Linked DNA regions of Zea mays: all the other regions are linked to region 1. The links are chromatin contacts, called in public Hi-C maps. All regions are on one chromosome and are shown on one strand. The core of a region is the stretch at or near the end of the contact, and the rest is flanking DNA. Distances in the headings are between cores, read along the strand shown. Region 1 holds the start of LOC100194067. Region 2 holds the start of LOC100286241 (heat shock 70 kDa protein). Region 3 holds the start of sbp23 (SBP-transcription factor 23).

What was found. A called contact is a pair of places that touch in the nucleus more often than the background predicts.
Region 2: a contact with region 1 is called in a Hi-C map of ear, with 2.4 times the contacts expected there. The contact joins the promoter of LOC100286241 here to the promoter of LOC100194067 in region 1. A contact is called at or near these places in 4 of 25 Hi-C or Micro-C datasets (ear, leaf and tassel).
Region 3: a Hi-C map of ear shows a contact between it and region 1, with 1.9 times the contacts expected there. The contact joins the promoter of sbp23 here to the promoter of LOC100194067 in region 1. A contact is called at or near these places in 3 of 25 Hi-C or Micro-C datasets (ear, leaf and tassel).

Annotation. Positions count from the first base shown.
Region 1 is chr2:195,245,009-195,249,409 of Zm-B73-REFERENCE-NAM-5.0, forward strand. It overlaps LOC100194067, which reads right to left and starts at 2,191. Exons shown (of 1, transcript NM_001139123.1): 1 at 738-2,191. The coding sequence starts at 2,121. The coding sequence ends at 1,021.
Region 2 is chr2:195,379,798-195,384,290 of Zm-B73-REFERENCE-NAM-5.0, forward strand. LOC100286241 (heat shock 70 kDa protein) reads right to left here and starts at 1,433. Exons shown (of 5, transcript NM_001159129.1): 1 at 1,214-1,433; 2 at 989-1,056; 3 at 812-890; 4 at 1-567. The coding sequence starts at 1,285.
Region 3 is chr2:195,065,691-195,070,175 of Zm-B73-REFERENCE-NAM-5.0, forward strand. sbp23 (SBP-transcription factor 23) reads right to left here and starts at 2,798. Exons shown (of 3, transcript NM_001143473.1): 1 at 2,344-2,798; 2 at 105-244. The coding sequence starts at 2,645.

The sequences.
Region 1 (4,401 bases), core at 941-3,440:
AGGATTCCACCTGAGATGAGCGGTCCGCCGCCGGAACCGCCCGACTTTGGCCGTATAGAGCCCAGCTTCGCGTCCAAGTCCAACAAAGCACACTGGGAACAAACAGGCAGCGTAGGGAGACAATTGTGACAAGAAGGGAGAACGAGAGGGAAGGTTCCGCGCTGCCGTGGGAGAGAGAAGCAGCCAGCGTGTAGCGGACGCCCGAGATCCACCACATTTAGCGTCTCTTTCACATATGGCAAAATTTAGGGCTCCTTTTGGCGTGCATTGCTGGAGGCGTACAGGATGACATCATCCGCTAAATTTAGCGAACAAGACCCTTTTACAGGGTGTTGTTGGAGACAGACCGCGAGCTTGTGTGAGTGTGTGAGAAACAAGTTTCTTGCAAAAGAAGCCCTAGTTCGCGGCCTATCTTTTGGGGTTTATTGATCTGGTGGAGGAACCGTTTCAGCTTGTACATGTTTGTGCCGAATCCAACATCGATCGTCGCTCTGAGCCCTAAATTAACATAGGAATTACAAAAGGATACTCAAACAATTCAGAGTTATTGGGGTTATTCCAGACCTACTTTCCCAGTTCACACTTCAGTTGTCTATATCTTAATAATCAGCCAAGCCGCTTGTTAAGATATAGGCAACTTGGGAGCGTCACCAATGCTCAACACTTGATTCAAAGGAATAATTGCACATACCAAAATTTCACTGAGATTAATACCACATCCTTCGAAGGGGGCTGTTGAAAAAACTAATCCTTCATTCATTTTAGATCAAAAGATGAAAATTTATACAGAACAGAATATCCTAAGACAAGCAATGAAAATAGAATTGAGGCAAAATTACTACCACACCTATGGCGAATGGCAACCTCACTTGCAATCTTCTCCAGCGAGGGGCTAAACTGACCTTAGCAATCTTCTCCAGCGAGGAAGTATTATTATTAACCACAAAACCTGACACAGCAGTCAGCAGCTATGTCATAATGTAGGGCTTGCAATAACAGCAAGCCCTAGCTAGGTGCTTCTTACTTCCGCCGGCCCTCAAGCACCTTCTTCAACTCCTCACTTGCTTCATTTGAGGCCGGTTTCGTCCCACTGTCTACCAATTCCTTCGCATTGATGTGGAAATGGCGATCTGGTTTCGACACTAAAGAATGTTGTTGAGGTGGCACTGCTGTTGGCAGCTTACGATCATCGCCTTTGCCGGCTCCAATCTCTGCACGCAAGTCCTCAACTGCACGACGCAGCATTGTGTTCTCCACATTCAGCTTATCCAGTTGCCTCTTCATGAATGACAACTCTTCATCCTTGGCTGCCGGTGGTGTATCTTTCTTCCTCTTCTTGTCCGTTTCAGACTGTGAAGGCACCTTGGGCGTGTGCTCGATGGTGATCTTGTTCATCACCAGCAGCGGCAGCTTGCTGATGGCGAGGCTCCCAGCCTTGCGCCCGTACCCGTTGTCTGCAAGCGTGGCCTTGATCTCCGGCGGCACACGCAGCCCCCACTGGAACCGCAGGCTCGCTTTACTCCACAGTGGCAGCATGCTCCTGGTCGTGAGCCGCATCCCGGACAGCAGCGCGCCTACGCCGCCGCCGCCGCCGTCCGTCCCGGTGACGGCCGCCACGTTCGCCCCCAATACATTCCCGTTAAAGGAGAAGCCGTTACCGTGTGCTTCGCAGTCGTGGTCGTCGCCGTTGGTGGTGAGGTCGACCATCTTGATCGCTAGCGGGGGCGGAGTGGATGTGGGCGGCGGTGTCGGCGGGGAGCGGACGGAGCTGGCGACGGCGAAGTCCCCGATCCGGGGCTTGAAGAGGAGCGAGAAGGCGGGCGGGTTGGAGGAGGTGAGGTTGAATTCGGCGGCGAGGGCGAATGGGGCGCGGGCAGGGGACCCCAGCGGCCCCAGCCCCGTGCGGACGGAGAGGGCGAAAGGCTGGAGGGGTTCGTTGGGGCGGTATGAGAGGCGGAGCGCCGGGCCAGAGGAGAAGGCGGTGGAGAGGTCGAAGCGGAGGTCCTTGGCGTCTCCCCCCGCCGCGAGGCCCGAGAGGAAGGGCAGCCCCAGCACGCCAATCGGCACCTTGGCGCGCAGCAGCGGTCGGTCGTCGTCGCGGAACTTGATCGACGCCTTCATGGCGGGCGGATGGGCGGCTAGGGTTAGCCTATATTGGATTTAGGATTTGCCGGGTTGGGGAGGTTCGATGGTGGTGGGGATTTGAAGTCTGGAGGCAAGGGAATTGGCGGCAGAAATTACGCCACCATGGGGTCCGGGGAGGCGGCCGCGGCGGAGGTCATGGAGAGGACTGACTGGGATGGGGGAGAGTGAAGAGGACGGAGGAGGTGGAAGCGGGATTGCATTGGGTATCGAGCTTGCCGGACCGTTTGTTTTCACCTTTTACTGTGTCGCTGCCTTTTTTTTTTCCACGCAAGACGCAACAGTAAAATGCTGCTGTTTGGGCCTAGTCACCCTTTTTTCAGTGATTGATTCCTGAATCAGATGGCCCGCGTCCAAACAATGTCCGTTCTACTAGCCTGCTGTATGAAAAGCCATAGAAGGGCTGGTAAATGTAAATCATAGGCCAGCTTTTATAAAGTTGGGCTAAGGCCATACTATAGGTTTTTGCTTAGTTTAAATGTCGTTTCTTTTCTTCCATAAAAAAATCATCACCCTATTTGCAAAACTCCATTCAATTCAACATTTATTTTTAGCAGACGGGATTATGCTCGTATTTCATTGAGAAGGTAGAAAATTTACAAGGCTCAGCCTATTGCCGAGCGAGTTGCTCGCCTATAGACTGTCGGCACACACTGAGACACTGAAAATGAACCAAGTTGTGGCGTTTATACCAAAGCTCTCAGTCAACTCGACGCCATGAGAACGTCGACAACATTGCAAACCCCACATGTAACCGACAGTTTCCTTCTTCCATGACCAACTTAATGAGTTTCGCTAGTGTTGCCCATCTTCATTGAAAACTCGGTTATTCCTTTCTTTCCAAGCAGGGCTGGTCCTAGCATTTTGGAGATAAACTGCTGAAGGAACATTAACTCCATATACAAGTCTTTGTTGTTGACATCAAAATGTTGACATTCTTTAGTGTTGTCTCAAGTTGAGTATAAGAAGAAACTAAACTTTTGTTATCTAAAGACCACAACTTAAGTGAAGTAAAAAAAATCGAAGATTTTCTCATACCCCTGATATTGTTCGAACCTTATAGTCATTATAGTAATAACTTGATCATCAACAAACAAAAAAAATCAAACCTTGTAGCATGAATTTGGGCCCCCCAAAAAATTTAGGGGCCTTATGCCATCGATTCTTGTGTTGTGCAAGGGACCGGACCGCTGCCACTAATGGACTAGATGTCTGAAGATGATGACATGAGGCACTCAAGCCCTGCCTAACACAGAACCCAACACCAAACTTCTCAAGTAAAGATGCAACTGAGTAACAAGTGATATGTCGTCTCACTTTGTTGATTGTAAAGGGCGCACTTATCACCATATTGAAGCCCATGTCGCTTATGATGATCCTCAGCCCAAAGTCTTATGCATTACGATCGTGAAGAAAATTTAACCTTCGATGGATTCGCAACTCTCCAAATCTCCTTGGTGTCAATCATGGAGGTCTAGAGAAATGGGTTTACAACAGGCTAGCATAAATACCACGTTCAACCAAGATGACATGCAAGTACAAGATCATTGGTTGTTACCACTAGACATGCAACATAGTGGAAGAAGAGCACGGCGACATAGTGGAAGTAATTGTACATCATTGCATACCAGCAACAACAACATGTAAGTGTGCTCCTCATGTTTGTTGTTGATCAACATCTTAGCAATAGTTGCAATATCTCCATGGAATCCATATCATTCGAATGAAACGTTGTGACGCCACATGCGCAGTGAGAGTAAAGGCAGTGATATCTTGGGCACCTGTAACTACAGGGAGAGAGGTAATGGCTAGAATGTTTCTCTCTTCAATCACGTCAACTCCTTTATATATAGACCCCCTAGTAAAGTGCTTTTACCCTAAAAGCCTAGCGATGTTCTCATATATCATACTTACTTATTGGGTATATCAATAATCTGTCACTTGTAGTTGTTAATCGTTTGTTCAACTGTTCCAACCCCTTAAATGTGTACGTGTTTGGTTCATGTGTAGATGACCATGATCAAAACCCATTTTGAGTCCATCAATCAATAGCAGCACCAAGCAACATATATTGAATCTCATGTACACATAAAGATCATATGACTCGAACCTTGATATACACACGTCTTAATTCTTTTGCCATACGATATATGTCAAACTCAAGGCAAGATTTGTACCACTCCTATAATAGTTCAATACTTCACTCGATCTTATAGTGGATTATCACTTAGGCTCCAAGCCCAAGTAGTTCAAGAAAAA
Region 2 (4,493 bases), core at 183-2,682, 130 kb after region 1:
CTCGAAAACCCCATTTGATATCTCAAGGATTGACACATCAAATGTGCCACCACCCAGGTCAAACACTGCAATAAGGCCCTCCTTGTTGTTCATTCCATAAGACAAAGCTGCAGCAGTGGGCTCATTGATAATCCTCATAACTTCCAGTCCAGCAATCCTACCAGCATCCTTGGTAGCCTGGCGTTGAGCATCATTAAAATAAGCTGGGACAGTAATAACAGCCTTAGAGACTGTCTTGCCAAGGTAAGCCTCTGCAGTTTCCTTCATCTTAGTGAGAACAAATGCACCAATCTGACTAGGGGAGTACTGCTGGCCACCCATCTCGACCCAGGCATCACCATTCGGCGCCTTGACAATCTTGTAAGGCACCATCTTCATCTCCTTCTGGGTCTGTGGGTCATCAAAAGTCCTACCGATCAGACGCTTTGACCCACGGATTGTGTTCTGGGCATTGGTTACTGCCTGCCGGCTCGCTGTGATACCAATCAACAGGTCACCATTCTGATTCTTGGCAACAATGGAGGGTGTCGTCCTCGCGCCTTCTGCATTTTCAATCACCCGTGGTGTCTACACAAGCAAATCCATCCATCATTTCCTGACTAGTAGCATCATAAACAGAACTCATTGAACATGTACTCAATTTGCAGCAATTTGAAGCTACGTGACGTTAAGTAAATATGATTGACATCTACTACGACATTTACTACGGATGGATACAGCGACACCACATTTACAAATAACGGAAAATGGCATATTTCAGAGTGGACATGGTCACATGGAAGATTTCAGAGTGGACTGGGGAAAAATGTACCTTTCCTTCCATGACGGAGACGCAGGAATTCGTTGTGCCTAGATCGATACCGATGACATCTGTTGCGGCTGGCTTTGTGCTGCATGCAGAACATTAACTTAGGCGCCGCAAAGGCACGAAACAAATTGCCATGGATAGGGAACTACTGATGTCAAAACATCTCCAGTTCGTAATTACCTGAGAAGACGAGCTACTGCTCCAAGCCTGGAGAGCAGAGGAGGTGCTATCCGCTGGGCAACGGGACCCTAATCAATGGCAAAAGCAGGGAACAGATCAACACATCGGATCAATCTAACATCGTTAGGACAGCGCGAAAACGGCAAAACGCCATAAATTGACCTTGACCAAGGCGCACGAACTGCAAGAAAAGAGCAGGTTCACGGGAACAAAGGTGGCACGGACCTGGGCAACGGCAGATGCAAGGGTGTGGCCGGACCTGACCAGCCTCGACGTGACGAGAGCTCCGAAGGCCATGGTTGGTGCTAAGCCTTGTGGGCGGCGGCTCACGGCGGCAGCGTGTGTGGCTCGGGAAGTAGGAGGAGGCGAGATCAGGAAAAACCCTAGTGAACGGCGCCGCCGCCTTCTCTTAAAACCCTCGCGGTCCGCGGCACTGGCTTGGGAGAGGGGAAAGAAATGGTGGCCAGGGGCATTTCTGTGATTTCTCACCAGGGCAAGTCTGTGGCTGACGGTGGGCCACGAGGCTGGGTGGAAGCTTCTAGACGGCATCAACCCGCCACCGTCCGTTGGGCCTGGCTTTTCCAGGACTCGGACTCCAATCGTGCGCCGATCATCGTATATGGTGGATAGATTCTCTCGTCGGTGCTTGAAAAATGGTAATCACTCCCATCTATGGGTCTGTTTAGTTAAACTTTTTTTCTTCTAAGTTTTTTTATAAGAATCTGACTATGTGGAGTAAAAATTATCAAACCAATCGATAAATCCAGCTAACCGACCGATTAATCAGTAATCCGTCCATGACGGTTTAACCATATCACCGGTTTACCCAATTAAATTTGGGATATTTTATAAATTCTGAACAAATTTGATGTCGGCTTTTCTATAAATACTATGGATTGTTTTAAGATATTCCCTGAAACCAAATTTGAAAACACACTACGTATTTTAAACTAAAAATCAAACAAGTTTCAAAAAAATAAAAAGCAATTGATTTTACCGAATAGTCGATTAATCGGTCTTAGTTAGAGATAAACTGGTGGCCTCTAGTAGTTAGGTTTTGAGGATTTTCTTTCTTTTAGCCTCAAATCTTTTAACTTGTGATAACATTTGGGCAATCTTTTCTTTAAACTTTGTGATCTCAATATATTTTATTTGCTAAATGACAAGTGGTTTGATTTCTTCACACGTATTGTCGATTTATCAATTCAATGACCGATTTATCGGTCTTATCAGTCGTGTCGGGGACCATAATTAGGGGTACCCTCAAGACGCCTAATTCTCAGCTGGTAACCCCCATCAGCATAAAGCTGCAGAGGCCTGATGGGTGCGATTAAGTCAGGGATCAGTCCATACGAGTGACTCGATCACGCCTCGCCCGAGCCTAGCCTCGGGCAAGGGCAGCCGACCCCGAGGGATTTCCGTCTCGCCCGAGGCCCCCCTTTAACGGCGGACACATCTCTGGCTCGCCCGAGGCATTGCCTTCGCTAAGAAGCAACCCTGACTAAATCGCCGCGCCGACCGACCGAGTCGCAGGAGCATTTAACGCAAAGGTGGTCTGACACCTTTATCCTGACGCGCGCCCCCCGGCAGAGCCGAAGTGACCGTCGTCACTTCGCCGCTCCACTGACCGGTCTGACAGAAGGATAGCGCCGCCTGCGCCACTCCGACTGCAGTGTCACTTGACAGAGTGAGACTGACAGGCAGTCAGGCCTTGCCGAAGGCGCCATAGGAAACTCCGCTCCGCCCGACCCAGGGCTCGGACTCGGGCTAAGCCCCAGAAGACGGCGAACTCCGCACCGCCCGACCCAGGGCTCAGACTTGGGCTAAGCCCCGGAAGACGGCGAACTCCGCACCGCCCGACCCAGGGCTCGGACTCGGGCTAAGCCCCGGAAGACGGCGAACTCCGCTCCGCCCGACCCAGGGCTCGGACTCGGGCTAAGCCCCGGAAGACGGCGAACTCCGCTCTGCCCGACCCAGGGCTCGGACTCGGGCTAGGCCCCGGAAGACGGCGCACTCCGCTCCGCCCGACCCAGGGCTCGGACTCGGGCTAGGCCCCGGAAGACGGTGAACTCCGCTCCGCCCGACCCAGGGCTCGGACTCGGGCTAGGCCCCGGAAGACGGCGAACTCCGCTCCGCCCGACCTAGGGCTCGGACTCGGGCTAGGCCCCGGAAGACGACGAACTCCGCTCCGCCCGACCCAGGGCTCGGACTCGGGCTCAGCCCCAGAAGACGACGAACTCCGCTTCGCCCGACCCCAGGGCTCGGACTCCGCCCTGGCCTCTGCCGAACAACCTCCGCCTCGCTCGACCCAGGGGCTCGGGCTCGGCCTCGGCCATGGAAGACATACTCGACCTCGGCTTCGGAGGAGCCTCCACGTCGCCCGACCTAGGGCACAGGCCCGCCACGTCAACAGGAAGCGCCATCATCACCCTACCCCGAGTCGACTCGGGCCGCAGAGAACAAGACCGGTGTCCCATCTGGCTAGCTCCGCCAGATAGGCAATGATGGCGCCCCGCTAGCCCTGTGACGACGGCGGCTCTCAGCTCCCTTACGGAAGCAGGGGGGACGTCAGCAAGGACTCAACCGCTCCGACAGCTGTCCCTCCGCTAGGCTCCGTTGCTCCTCCGACAGCCACGACATCACACCAACAGGGTGCCAAGATCTCTCCGGCTGCCACATTGGCATGTACTTAGGGCGCTAGCTCTCCCTCCGCTAGACACGTAGCACTCTGCTACATCCCCATTGTACACCTGGATCCTCTCCTTACGCCTATAAAAGGAAGGACCAGGGCCTTCTTAGAGAAGGTCGGCCGCGCGGGGACGAGGGCGGGACAGGCGCTCTCTTGGGGCCGCTCGCTTCCCTCACCCGCGTGGACGCTTGTAACCCCCTACTGCAAGCGCACCCGACCTGGGCGCGGGACGAACACGAAGGCTGCGGGATTTCCACCTCTCTCACGCCCGTCTCCGGCCACCTCGCTTTCCCCCCTTCGCGCTCGCCCACGCGCTCGACCCATCTGGGCTGGGGCACGCGGCACACTCACTCGTCGGCTTAGGGACCCCCCGGTCTCGAAACGCCGACAGTTGGCGCGCCAGGTAGGGGCCTGCTGCGTGTTGACGAACAGCTTCCCGTCAAGCTCCAGATGGGCAGTCTCCAGCAACTTCTCCGGCCCGGGACGGTGCTCCGTTTCAGGAGTCTTGAGTTCATGTCCTTCGACGGCAGCTACGACATGATACTCCTTCCACCGCCGCGCGACAACGACAATGGCGACCGACAACCCGCCCGCCGGCGGCGGAATCAACGACATCTTCCCCGCGTGGTGGGAGAACAACATTCGAGCTCGCCCCGTCCTCTCTCCCGCCAACGGAGGAGGAGGCGGGGCAACCAAGGCCAAGCGGGAGGCCGCGCTTCGTCGGCTGTCGAGCGAATCGACGTCCCCATCGCCCCAACGGGGGGCGCGTCGGGCGTCGACCTCGCGCTTGAGACGAAGGCGAGCGCCGTCCCCCCG
Region 3 (4,485 bases), core at 1,548-4,047, 180 kb before region 1:
TCGGGAAACAGCGGATTGGCATATGCATCTGAAAATAACGAGTAAAGTATGTAACGCGTGTCTACACCTGTAGCTACATAACAAGATGATGTGGCACTTGATACCTTGAACTAGTGATGCAGCAAGCGGGCCGTATCGTGAGGTGAGTGGTCCAGGTGGTGGCTTCCTCCGGCGCTCGTTGTGACCAATGAGGCGGCGGCGGCAGCTTCGTTTCCCTTGGTCAAATTCAGGTAACTGGTGGAACCTGTCATTAGAGGCGATAGGCACGGAATAAATAAAGCCAGTTTAACCTATAATCAGCACGAGATTTGCACAAGATAATTAGTGTATTGCATAACGAGAACCGACTAATTAAGGAATATCCATAGATCAACGGCAATATAGAAAACTACTGTATTTCGAGCACATGGAAAGATGGAATAGTTTAACTCCGTAACCAAGACCCTGCCAGTAGCTTATATATCTTAATACCAACTTGCATCAGACGAACAAATACAGAAAGCAAGCCAGACGTCATGTGAAAGGCTGCCTCGATACAAGTAGCGTGTGTGTGTGTTTTTCTAATCCTCCTGAACTAACATTTTTTATTTAAAGTATACACAGCGACATGAGCCAAATGAGCAGCTTTCATGATTATTAGATCCAGACAATATCAAGGCTCCATGTGGGAATAATAGCACCTGCAATCATTCACAGGGACCGGGCACAGGTACGTACGTAGAGAGACTTTAGGGGGGGTGTTTATATATCATTCAAAGTGATGTGTTTATCTATGGATGAACGGTCGGAACCTTCTCTTTACCGGTGACGCAAAAAAGGCTACAGAGAGCCAATGTTAGCATGGCACTTGCACGCCCTTTGTTCCCCTCATCGAGATGCAACAAAGCTAGCAACGGCATTTAAGACTATGCATGATATGATCTGCGCGTCGCGTGTAACCTTACAGTACTATGCACTTGATGCAGATCTAGTCTAGACTAAACAAAGTTAAGCAAAAGCGACGCTATCTACTTACAAGCATGGACCATATGTGATCACAGGTGAACTTTGAAATATTTTCAGCATGAGCACACAACTCCTAAGCTGAGTCGATTCCATTTTCATTATACTATCTCCGTCCCAAAATAGACAAATACATGATGCTTTTGACTTCTATTTAGATATCATATTTGATCATTAATCCTTGTAAAAAAATTTAAAAAACAATAAATTAAATAAGTCGTTACTAAAGTAGGTCGAATAATAAAATAAGCCATGCCAACATAAATAGTTATGCAAAAAAAATTGAATAAAACAAACAGCTAAACGACATACTAATTAAAAGTCTAAAAAAGTGATGTATGTATCTTAGGATTAAGGACGTGTTTGTTTGTTGGTGCCCTGCAGGCTTCCAGTTTCAAGCACCCCCTAATTCCAGTTTCATTTTCCATCTAGGACATTAAATAGTGTCGTACAGGTACTGGTGCACTGTACTAGCCAATAGCCATTCACATAGGCTACCAGCACAGTAGGATAAGGAAAAAAAAAGAAGATGAATGTAGGCTTCCTATAGTAGTATATACTGGATGTGGTGCTGAGACAAGATACTGTGAATGCTCACATCTATGTCCCTTACTATTCTGGTCAGATTCCACTTGCCCAAAATTTACATCAACTTTAGGGATGTTCCTAAAACATCCGAATTGTATCACAAATCTAATATTTTAGCATAGATATACATATAATTTAAAGCTAATTTTTGGCAATGTTATGAAGAATATTATGAAGTATTTAAATAAATTTTTGTATACATTTTTATGTACATTATTTTCTCCCTACAACAAAAAAGGTGAAAAAACATCCGAATCCGTATTCGGATAGACATCCGAATTTTATATCAATTATTTAAAAATATCTAGAATGAATTTAATGTTTATTTTTTGTGAAGATTAATAGCCTCAATGCTAAAAACAAGAATATAAATTTACATAGCAAATTCTATATGTTATTTGTTCACAATCGAAGAAAGAAGATCAAAAAATTGACATCCGAATAAATATCCGGATCCATCCCTAATCAACTTCGACGCCCACCCGGCCACCCCCAGACAAGACAATTGTGCACCAACGGTACTCTCCCAGGCAGCAGCATGCTTGCTAGCATCCCATGCGAGAACGAGATGAGCCAGCCAACTGCAGAGGTTGGCTTGGCTTCTGAATTGGAGTGTGTGTGTGGACATGTGGTGCATTCAGCTGCTGACGGTATCACGAGCGGAATATAGTAGTAGTAGCAGAGCTGAGCAGCAGCGCCTGGTACTGGACTACTGGGAGACGGGAACGGAAAGAGTGGTTCGGGATTTTGAACCTGCTGCACTGCTGGCAGAAGCGCTGCTCGATGCCGGCGACGAAGACGCGCGGCTCCTTGGAGTGCATGTAGCACACCTTGTGCCGGCAGTAGTACTGCTTGACGGCGCTCAGATCCACGCCGCACCCGTCCACCCGGCACCGCGGCGGCTGGGCGGCGCTCGCGGACGCCGCGGCGCCCTTCCCCTTCCTGCCGCCCGTCGCGCTCCCCCCGGCGGCGCCCGCGTCCTGCTCGAAGTAGATCTTCTGGCCGAACGTGAGCCCGTGGAAGTCGTCGCTCCCACCGCCGCCGCCGGTCGCCATTGCCACCCGCTTCCTTGCTTCCCCCCGACGCTATCGCTTCGCGTCTGTGGCGGCGTAGCCTCCTAGCCCGCCTTCCACTAACCTCCTCTCTGTCCAGTGGGAGTGGGAGGAGGCGCGAGAGGGCTTCAGCGAGGGAAGGGTAGGAGGAGGCAGTGAGGAAGGAGGCGACAACAGTGGTGGCGCCGCCCTTAAAATAACGCTTTGGCGTGTGTGTGGTGCAGTGCGCGCGCGTGTGCGCCTGTGTGTGCTGTGCTGCCGTCCCCACCTCCCACCACACGCACCTCCTCCGCTCGGCTCCCTCCCACTCCCAGTCGCAGCAGCCTGCTGCTAGCTCGGCCGCCACCACCGCACCCACACCACCAAGCTCCTCTTTTCTCGCGCCGCACACTACTGTTCCATGCGCCACCAACTGCTTGCTCTGTTTGTTGGTTTCCTTGCTGGCTGCGCCGGCCTGCGCGCCTTATATAGCGCGCGCGTGTGTGGTGGTGGAAAAGTCCGTCCGTCCACGGCCGGCCATACTATGGCCCGTTTGGATTGATGCCTAATTTGCCTCATTTTACCTAACTTTTCTGCCTAAGGTTAGTTATTCAATTCGAACGACTAACCTTAGGTAAAATGGGGCACAGTTAGCCACAAACCAAACATGCCGGGAGTGAGAGTAACGAGAAGGATTGAGGGCTAGTTTGAAAAATCGAATCCCCTTCAGGATTAAAGGACATTGAAGAGGAAATTAGTTCATTTTCACCTCAATCCTCTCTAATCTTGAAGAGGATTTGAGATTTCTAAAGTAGCCTAGCTAGAATTTCTCACTATTCAGTTTTAAATAGTAAGTGATTTTAGCCCTTCAATCCCGTTCATTCCACTTGCTTTCAAACAGGGCCTCATAGTGAACCAGTTTATAAGTGAAAGACAGAAAAAGAGAATTGTTGCTGGCTCTTTTAGAAAAGCCGCAGCTACCTCCGGCGATCCCATCAGGCCATCACACGCGCACAGACACAGCACCGAGGACTCTCAGGAACTGGGGATGATGGGTGGGCCAGTCGCCAAGTGTCGTCGATGCTGACGTGGTTGGTGGCGCGCAACAGTAGGCCGCCCGGCCCAGGCCTGGAACGTGAGCATCACCGGCAGCGGCCGGCAGGCCGCACTGTGGCACGCAGCGCTGTGCGCGCCACCATGGCTGACCGGAGAGCGAACAGAAAAACAGGCCAGCGGAGGCAGGCGCGCTCGTGCAGGTATGGCCATGGCCGGCGCCAGCAGCTGCCACTGGTAGCTTTGTACAGCGGCGTGGTGCACTATTGATGGCCGTGCGGCTGGTGGTGGCGGGTCCCGGAAGGACGTGAGCGGTGCCTCCTATTATTGAGGAGGTGAGAGGCTGCTGTGTCTCAACCGCCGTATATTTTGCACTGTTATTACAGGATGCGGTTGCAGTGGATCAGGGGGTTTCCATCCACAAAAAGACTATATAGTATGCACATAGAAGTTTAGTGCACATATTAAATCGTCATCACTTATTTTAGATATAACTTCTCTATTTGTTAGGTAAATTTTACTAAAAACACCCTCTAACGTAGTGGGGTATAGTGGTGGAATATGTTATTTATAAATTACAATTATCAATTAGATATATTAGTTCTGATATAGATAATGATGATTTAATATGTGCATCATGTGCACTAAACTATCTCTTCCTCTCGAGTTCGGACTCCGGACGCTCGATTTGATGACTGTCAGCGCACTGTTCATCTTGTAAGTCTTCGATTTTATTTTCACTAACATGTAGGTTCTGCTCATCAGCGGCGACTATTTGGGTTTTAGGAAACAGTCTTATTTTTCTATTATA